3 separate regions of the Mus musculus genome follow, and all the other regions are linked to region 1. The links are chromatin contacts, called in public Hi-C and promoter capture Hi-C maps. All regions are on one chromosome and are shown on one strand. Each heading gives the region's core, a stretch centred on a gene start, on an enhancer-like site or on the middle of the called end of the contact. The rest is flanking DNA. Distances are from core to core; before and after follow the strand shown. Region 1 holds the start of Pamr1 (peptidase domain containing associated with muscle regeneration 1). Region 2 holds the start of Cd44 (CD44 antigen). Region 3 overlaps Ldlrad3 (low density lipoprotein receptor class A domain containing 3).

The links. Promoter capture Hi-C pulls out the DNA fragments that hold promoters and counts their contacts. A called contact is a pair of places that touch in the nucleus more often than the background predicts.
Region 2: a promoter capture Hi-C map of liver shows a contact between it and region 1, with 2.6 times the contacts expected there. The contact joins the promoter of Cd44 here to the promoter of Pamr1 in region 1. A contact is called at or near these places in 3 of 39 promoter capture datasets (hippocampal neurons, liver and stem cell-derived epiblast-like cells), 1 of 484 Hi-C or Micro-C datasets (embryonic stem cells) and 1 of 115 datasets of contacts at active chromatin or transcription factors (pancreatic cancer cells).
Region 3: a Hi-C map of uterus shows a contact between it and region 1. The contact joins the enhancer-like site here to the promoter of Pamr1 in region 1. A contact is called at or near these places in 4 of 39 promoter capture datasets (the 3T3-L1 cell line, cranial neural crest, hippocampal neurons and 1 more), 2 of 484 Hi-C or Micro-C datasets (cerebral cortex and uterus) and 1 of 115 datasets of contacts at active chromatin or transcription factors (trophoblast stem cells).

What each region holds. Positions count from the first base shown.
Region 1 is chr2:102,548,335-102,551,390 of GRCm38.p6, reverse strand. It overlaps Pamr1 (peptidase domain containing associated with muscle regeneration 1), which reads right to left and starts at 1,370. Exons shown (of 11, transcript NM_173749.4): 1 at 1,127-1,370. The coding sequence starts at 1,199.
Region 2 is chr2:102,899,748-102,903,018 of GRCm38.p6, reverse strand. Cd44 (CD44 antigen) reads left to right here and starts at 1,354. Exons shown (of 9, transcript NM_001039151.1): 1 at 1,354-1,751. The coding sequence starts at 1,673.
Region 3 is chr2:102,092,984-102,095,937 of GRCm38.p6, reverse strand. All of the region lies in intron 2 of Ldlrad3 (low density lipoprotein receptor class A domain containing 3), which reads left to right. Among named protein-coding and RNA genes, the nearest start is that of Ldlrad3, 92 kb to the left of the region's middle. Within about 2 kb of position 1,462, at least 17 of the 459 cell types and tissues checked have an H3K27ac peak or open chromatin away from gene starts, as enhancers often do. A contact at or near this core is called in neural stem cells and uterus, where this site is marked.

The DNA of each region.
Region 1 (3,056 bases), core at 121-2,620:
TTGACACAAAGAGACGCCTCTGAAGGCTGTGGTCTCTCTTTCTGCAGCAGGCCAGTGCTCTACTCTCATGTCTTTCTTGGGCACTTGCCACCCACCTGCTAGAGCAAAGACCCCTCCTTTTGTACAAAACACAGGGTACTGCCAGCCAGTACAGAAAGGCTACAGGAAGGGATTGCCTTCTCCTAAGCAAAGTCACCCCTCTCAGGCAAATCGCAGCTGTGCTTGCTCATCTGGGAGGTTACCTTCTCTGCTTTCACCTCACCTCTCCCGCTCCACACCTCACACCTGTAGCCTCTAGCTTCACCTCCTTGCACCCCAACCCGTCAGCAGGGCTTCATTCACCTCACACCTCACCCTTGCCGCCACCCAAGACAGACAGACACACAGACACAGACAGAAGTCCCTGCTCCCTGCCTACTAAGATCCTCTTTTGAGACCTGTCATTGCCTGGCTTTGGCTCTGCAATCTGTCAAGAGGATGCCTAAAGTGCTGTCATGTCCCAATCTCTCTTGTGCCCGTAGGAGCCCATCCCCTATGAACTGTGGGTGACAAATACGCGACATGTGGGAAACAAAGGAGCCAGGACTCTTTCAAAACAAACGCTGTACACCCAGAAACAGACTGCCCATTTCTTCTAAGTTTCCCCAGGATGTGTGCTATTTTCTGAGCGAGCAGAGCTCCTGTACTGGGGGTCTGCTTTAAAGAGTTCCCACCTTACAGCTTTATCAAGCAGGGTTCATTGGAGAAACGCCCACCCAATCCCTGTTCTTCAACCCTGCGGGACTACTTTCCCAGGAAACTTTGACTTTGCAAATCAGAGCCAGTAACTCACAGGGAATGGGCTTCCCAGGGGAATGTGGTCCTTTAAAAAAAAAGATAGATAGATAGATAGATAGATAGATAGATAGATAGATAGATAGATAGATAGATAGATAGATAGCACAAGAGCTCTCTTCTTTAGCTTAGACATAGTTTAGTCCCACAATTAGGAATATCATCCTGTTCTTAAAGCGGACAACGGGAGCATCCAGCTCCCAGCCAGAAACCCCAGATTATCGCTGGAACAACCCCAACCTGTCCAGCTCCCCATCAGACCCCGCAAAGGGCTCCTGGTCACTAACAGTACCTCTTGGCAACGATGAGATGAGAAGGAGCTGCAGGAACACCAGCCCCAACTGCGCCCATCTGTCTAGCTCCATCGTTTCCCGTTGCTGTGTCGGTACCGAGTGACTGGAGGGGAGTGACTGGAGGGATGCCTAGGCGAGAACAGGGCAGCGGGCTCTGCTCTTGCCGGGACCTCCCCAAGCTCCAGCTGAAACAGAGCTCGGGTTTCAGCCCGCCGGGCTCTCCCACCCTCAGCTAGGGGAACCACCTTCGGCCAGAGCGACGTCAGCCCAAAGCTTTCCTCTTAACCCTTGAGAGGCCCGGGGAGTCGTGACCACGCCTGGAGGCCAGTGCACAGCGATCTACGGGGGACAGCGGGATACCAGAGCCCGCTCCTTCTCGCTGGACTTCCGTGATCAACCTTTGTTGATAGTGAAGGTAGAGATGTGTGGCAGGCAGCACTGACTGGGACCAGAAGTAGGAATGGCTGCGGGACCTCTCAGAGGAGGCTAGGGAGGATGCTCATTCAAACATCCCGCACCTGAGCTAGAAAGCTGAGAGGAGAAAGGAGGATTGGAGGCTGGGCTAGGAGGCTAGCATGGCACTGGGATGGGAGGCTGAGAGGGCAGGATGGTACTAGAACCTGAGATGAGAGGCTTATGGAAGAGGCTGAGAAAGGTGGCATGGAAGGCTGGAATGGGGGGCTGGGGCAGGTATTGGTTGTGGTCACCTAAATTAGGCAGACAGAGACAGATTAGAAGAGTGGCCTGGGGCCCAACAGAATGACAGAGCTGTTTACTGTTCAAGCACTAGGACCAGAGTTTATTTCCTGAAATCCATAGAAGGAGATACTCCTAAAAATTGCCACCCACCTCCATATAAGGCCGAGTATGCCCTCCCCCAACAGGCGATGGGAGGATAGAGTAAACCCACCTGCACTCCCCTCTCAACACTGCTCTACCTCCAAGCGCTTTCTTTCCCCTTTTCTGCTCTGAGCAACTGCACACACAGGCTACTGGGAAATCCTGATCTGAGTTCATGATGGTGGGGCAGCACAAGATACTCCCCAAGAGCATACAGGCAGGACCCGAGTGTCTCTATTCCACAAACAGGGAAAAGGAGTCCTTGAGAGTCTAAGGTCACACAAGTGAGGGGCACAGCTCTGAGGTTTGAGCCTATGATTATCAGATCCACAGACGGTAGTCCTAATCACTATGGTGTACAGCTTCAAAGGTGATACCCACATAAAAGTAAGTTTAACCATTAGTCAAGACGTACAATCGGTAGCGTTTTCTATAAATTCTGGAATCAAAAAGATTCAGATTTTAAGTCACTTGCATGAAATCACTGAGCTACGAATGGCAAAGCATAATATACTTGAGTCTAATTTAGACCTGGGACTTTGGGATGTGCCAATATTAGTTTGTGATGTTAGATTAAAACTCAAAGTTATGAGGCGTGGATGATTCTTCAGGGCTAGTGAGAAAAGTAATATCTCCATCCACGGAGGAGAATAATGAGAACTTTCTAGAAAGAAGGTTGAACCTGACCAGTGCCCTTGAGAAACAATGCATATATATGAATTAGTCTCTAAATTGTACTTATTCATTTTGCTCAAAGTATGTATGGCAAAGTTAACCAACAAAATGCACTTTAAATTGTTTAGGTAGATGATGGATGGATGGATGGATGGATGGATGGATGGATGGATGGCACACAGTTAAGTGACATATGACAGATACATACTTGTGGACTGATAAGTGATAGATAGGTAGATAGATAGATAGATAGATAGATAGATAGATAGATAGATAGATAGATGGATGCACATATACAAATTGAGTGATGGTAAGTAATTGAAAGAAAGAGTGGGAGAGAACCCATTGAAGAGAATTGTGTGGAGTTTGGCAATGAGCAAGAACATAATGTGAGTGTGACAGGGTTTCTAAATT
Region 2 (3,271 bases), core at 105-2,604, 350 kb before region 1:
GTGGGTTCCAAGGATCTAACTTGTCCCATGCTTGGCAGCAAGCACTTTATCACTGTGCCATCTTCCCAGTCCTAGCTGTAGTTTGCAGTATATTTTATACTGCAGCAGCCACTGGCTTGTGTGGGAGCTAGTGCCTAGACCAAACCAGGATTGCTTCTCTTGAAACCCTCTGGCACTCATTACGTGCTTGATGAATAAATGGATGGACAGGTGGCTGTGTACATTTCTCTCACTTTCTCAGTTTCTTTCAGTAAATCCCAAAATATCATTTTCCTTCAGAAATTCTGGCATGATTCATTCCGGGTCCTGCCCTGGCCATGCCTTCTGTGTTTCTCATTCAGCAAGAAGTCCACTCAGATTTAGTTCACATTAAAAATAAACAGAGCTTTTGATATCCAAATTGCAACTTGCAGGGTATTAGAGAAGATAGGGAATTGCAATTTTACATACGATTTTCCCCGATTTTCAGCCTTGAGATTTCTCCCTTGAAGACTATGGCAAATGTGCATCCCTCTTTGAAATGTATCAAGATGTAAAGGGGAATTTGAATGTATTAAAGTTTGCAGCAAAGAGAATATAAAATGTAAACAAGAAAGAACAGTTAAATGTGTGAGTGGATATGGGGATGGGTAGAATGAGAGACGGGAACCATGTATGTGCGTCGGGATGGATAGGAAATATGATGAACAGATATGAGCTGAGGAGGGGTGTGAAAAGGATTGAAAAGTTGTGCAGGTGGGCGAATACAAGAATTGGTGGGCAGGTGTAGTATGGCTAGATTAGTGCATTTGCAGAAGGAAGATGGGTGGACAGAGGAATGGATGGGTGGATTGTGAGTCCGAGAAGGATTTAAGAAATTGGTAGATATTTTGAGAGCATGAATGAAATGTGTTGAGCACCCTTGGGTTTTCCCCGGATCAAAGATCAGATGAGCGGTTTGGACTTCTCTCAGAGGGAAAGAGGAAAGAACACTCCCACAAGTTCCCCACTTTTCAGTCCCCACCCTGGCCAGGAAAGCACTCTCCACTAGGATGGATCTCTCCCTCTCCCTCTCTCTCTCTCTCTCTCTCTCTCTCTCTCTCTCTCCCTTCAGCCTCTTTCTTTCTTCAGTTCCTCCCTAAGATAAGTCCAGCTTCCTCAGCTTCCTGGGAAAACCAGTCTTTCCCTAGCCAGGTTCCCAAGTTTAGTGGCAAAGGAGAAACTGGAAGATTTAACTGAGAGGGGCGAGGTCTTAGAACTCAGTCATTCTCCTTGTCCCAGGCAGCGCTTCTCATAGGCTGGTAGGCTGGGCCAGGGTAGGAAGCCTGTGGAGTGGCCCTGGAGAACGTGGGCGCACGGGGGCTGGGGGGGGGAGGGGGGCGGCCATTCTCTTCTGTCCAAGAGAGCAGGGCAGGAGTGCAGGGGCAGTAGCGAAAGCAGGCTGGTGTGTCTTTAAACTTCCGTTGGCTGCTTAGTCACAGCCCCCTCGCTTTGGGTGTGTCCTTCGCGCGCTCCCTCCCTCTTAGGTCACTCACTCTTTCAAAGCCTGGAATAAAAACCACAGCCAACTTCCGAAGCGGTCTCATTGCCCAGCAGCCCCCAGCCAGTGACAGGTTCCATTCACCCTCGTTGCCCTTCTCCCCACGACCCTTTTCCAGAGGCGACTAGATCCCTCCGTTTCATCCAGCACGCCATGGACAAGTTTTGGTGGCACACAGCTTGGGGACTTTGCCTCTTGCAGTTGAGCCTGGCACATCCACATCAGCAGATCGGTGAGTGGCCCGCCACCGCGCCTGAGGACTCCAGCTGGATGCCTCTGGGTTGAATCGCCCTGGGGAGGGACTGTAGTGAATTGGGCTAGCAAAGCAAAGCTGGGATTTGGGGCTATGCTATTGGAAAGAGTTTACGCCTGGGAAGTGCTGCTTTGGTGAAAGGAAAAGAGAAAGGGAGAAGAAAGTTTGCTGGGCAAGTTGCCCGCAGATTTTGGGCGAGGTCCCCATGCTTGCTGGAGCACATGGCTCAAAAGTAACTGTACTCTTGGATGCCCGCAGCCTCTGTCCCGACTAACAGGCTCTGGTGCTCAAGGGCTCCCCAAGCCTGGCTAACTGTGGCTAGGCAGGTAGAGGCAGACACTGGAACAGACCTGTAGAGCACTCCCCAAGGTGTGCACATAGCTACAGGCCAGAGATTGGGCAATGAGCTTTTCAGAAAGGAGCCTTGAAAAGCTGAAGACAGTGGGTCCCAGCTTTGACTAGTTTTCGGGGCTCTTAAAGTCAGCTTTGGTCACCAACGGCTTTATTTTAGCTTGTGGGAGTTTGAACTGGTTTGTGTGAGGCTCTGAGTGGCCTAAAGGTTCCAACATGGACCAAGGAGGACACATAACCGGAGCAATAATTCGACCAGCCGCGCAGTGCTTGCAGTCTAGGCAAAGTCAAACAGCAACAGGGTTCATATTTGCTGCCTGGCAGCCTCAGAGCAGGAGGGGACCTGTATCAGGGTAACCTGTGAACTTTAGCGCAGTCCCTAATATCCCATCTAAATGTGGTTGGTGACTTTGGTGGCTGTGGAGAGGAGGAGCTTGGGCCAAATATCCAGTATGGCTCATTTTCAAGCGTCCCCCCTCCTTTATCTATATATGAACAGATAATTCCACGAAGGCTTTGGTTATCATCAGCATAGTTAAATTTTCTTTGAAGAAGTGCCAGCTAGGTCATTAAGTCAGCTCAGACTTCAGTGAGTTCCTCTCAACAAGAATTACTAAATCCAGTTCTGGGGGTAAGGGGTGCCAAACTGGGTTTTTTTTTCTTTTTAGACATGGTACGTTGGGATTAGAAAATCGCACCTCCATTGTTGAATGTTAAATTTTGAATGCTGATGCAGAAGTAATGCAAATAATAATTGCAGTAGGACACTATTGGCCATTTGTGTGTGTGTTCTTTGCTGTGCTATGTTAGGTAATTCACATAAGCTATCTCATTTTATCCTCATGGTGATTTGGTGACAAATGCTCCCCCCAACACCTTACCAGTAGGGAAACAGAGGCTCAGAGAGGTTAGGTGACTTCCCCTAGTCACACAGCAAGGAGTGGGGCTGGGTGTGAACTTGGGTTCATTAAGTTCCCTAGCTTAGACTGCCATGGGATATCTAAAAGCAAGTGCTAGACAAAGTTGAAAAGACCTTCAGGGACAGTAACAGTCTAGCCAGCAGAGGCTGCAGTGGAGGCTCCCATAGGGAGCCAGAGCTCCTAGGATCCATTGGAAGGCAGAAACATTCAGGATGGATGAGGGAAGGA
Region 3 (2,954 bases), core at 213-2,712, 460 kb after region 1:
TGAGTTACCTGTTAGTAGACACTTCTTGGCTCCTAACTGCATCAGGTCCTACTTGGCTCCAATCTGGCAGTGTGGCTGGGTCAGTGTCTCCACTTGTGGTGGGAAATGGGAAGCTGTTGACACTGTGGGTGATGCAGTGCGCGTGGCCGTCAGCCTGAGGAGCTACAGTACCAGTGCTTTGACATCAGAGAGACTAGGGGACAGCTACAGGATCCTCTTCATGAGACCAGGAAGAGATGATCTCAGACAGGCCCATCCTTGGTACAGATAGGTTGTGTCATTAAGATCCCTCTTCAAGGCTTGGAACATGAGTCTGCCGGTAAAATGCTTGCTAAGCAACCCTCACCACTCAGCATACATGTAAAGTTAGGCTAACCAGCTGATAGACTCTCTAGGTTCAGAGAGAGAGGGAGGGGGGAGAAAAGGAGGGAGAGAGAGAGAGAGAGAGAGAGAGAGAGAGAGAGAGAGAGAGAGAGAGAATCTCAAAACATAGAGGCAGAAGACGCCTGATGTTGAGCTCTACCTTGTGTGATGCGCGCGCACACACACACACACACACACACACACACACACCACTCCCCCAACCAACCTCCCTGGTGCAGGGGTGGGCATCTCTCTTTAGTGCCCTGCCCAAGTTTTCAGTATTAGGTGGCTATGCCTTTCATAATTCAAGAGGCTCCCAGAAGAAGCTGTGACTCTTTATGGGGAATCATTTCATCATTAAAGCTTATGTCTACCCAGACAGTGAAGGACCAGGTTCTTGCTCTGCCCTTCACCCCCCTCCCCTCCTTGCAAGGCATGGTTGAGAAGAAAACATCAGCTGCACATTGAATAATCGTGCTGCGATGCAACTCTCACCTTGGCGCATGTGAACGACCGAGAAAACAATGCCCGCTTTCCTTGGGCTCTCTAGTTAATATCCCTTGGTCTTGTGCCAGCCTCTCCCTCGACTTCTACATTTCAGAAGTATTTTGTTTTCCATTGCCGACAGGAGGAGTACAAAGGCAGATGGTGTCATCACCTAATTTGTTAATTCTGCCAGACTTTCTTCTCCTGCCAATCAGCAGTCATCCTTACCGGCTCATGTTTAAGGACAGCCTTGAGGAAAATTACAGAGGAGCAGTGTCCTGTTTACCCTGCGAATGAATGCCGAGGGCTTGGGTAAAATCAGAACAAAACAAACAATTTAAAAGCAGCACAGTGGCTCTGAGTGAATTCAAGGGTGGGCAGCGAGGCCGCTGCAGAGGAGCAGCAGGGGAGCCCTGGCTTGCTGTTCTTGACCCTGCCTAGAACTTAGCATGGGGTATTTCTTTCTGAGCCTTCCTTCCCTTCTAAAGTAGAAACGTGCCCTCCAGCACCTTCCCTGGAATACTGATTATTTACAGGATTGACATCATGCAGTTCTTTGAATTCTCTCCTGGCTTCAGAACAGAACTGTGTAAAACAGCAACAGAAACTGTGGTGAAGGAATGTGAGCCACATGTGGGCCACTGCTGGGGCCGCATCGGGGTCAGTGGATGCTTGCCTTGCAGATGTGAGGATGTGAGTTCATTTCCCTGGAGCCCTTGCTTTTTGTTTTGTTTGTTTTGTTTAGTCTTCTGAGAGAGAGACAGAGACAGACACAGAGACAGAGACAGACACAGAGAGAGAGAGAGAGAGAGAGAGAGACAGAGAGAGACAAGAGACAGAGACCCTGGTGTGGTAATCCTACCACTAGAGAGATGGTGTCTTAATTAGGGTTTTACCACTGTGAGCAGACACCGTGACCAAGGCAACTCTTAAAAAGATGTTTAATTGGAGCTGGCTTACAGAATCAGAGGTTCATGCAATATCCAGGCAGGCATGGTGCAGGAGGAGGTGAGAGTTCTACATCTTCATTTGAAGGCGGGTAGAAGACCCTAGGCAGCTAGAATGAGGATTTTTGTTTGTTTGTTATTGTTTTTGTTTTTTGTTTTTTTTCGAGACAGGGTTTCTCTGTATAGCCCTGGCTGTCCTGGAACTCACTCTGTAGACCAGGCTGGCCTCGAACTCAGAAATCCACCGGCCATGCTCCAGCACTGCCTGGCGAGAATGAGGGTCTTAAAGCCCATGCCCACAGTGACACACCTACTCCAATAGGGCCACACCTTCTAATCGTGCCACTCCCTGGGCCGAGCATATACAAACCATCACAGATGGTAGTTGAGTGGATGCCTGTGATTTTCTTGCCAGCCATCCTAAACTACTTGGCAATATCCAGGACAGTGAGAGACCCTTAAACAAACAAAACAAGGTGACCAGTACCTTAGAAATAATAGCTGAGGTTATCTTCTGGCCTCCACACACATGTGCACACCTACCAACACATGCATGCACATGCACATTCATGATCACTTATACACACACACAGAATATGGGCCTGGTGTTCATGCTTGTATTTCTAGCACTCCAGATGCTGAGGCAGGAGAATTGCAAGTTGGAGGCTAGCCTGGGTTACATAACAAGTTCCAGACTCCATTGGGCTTCCAAGTGGGAACCTGTTTTAAAAGACAATCAATCAAAACACAAACAAAATAATGTGGATAGGTGGTTGGGTGGGTGGTTATGTTGATGATGGATGGGTATAGGTAAATGAAGGAGTCAGTGCATGGGTTGATGAGTGCATGGGTCTATTTTCAAACCATTGGTGGGAGGGAGGGATGGATGGATGATGGATAGATGGATGGATTAACTGATTGGTGAGTGGGTTAATGCATGTTTAGGTAGATTGATGGATAGATTTGTCTTGGTACATAAAAAGAGGAATACCTCACTCTGTAGCCATTCCTTCCCAGAAATCTTTGTCCCCTCTCTTCCCCGGCAGGTAGACCTTCTTTCCTCCAGTTCACATAGAACTGTGTGTTTCTACCTATGACTTGTCAGCATCAGATGCAATAAAGGCCATGGGTGTTTGCTTTCTAGGGCCATTAGATGTT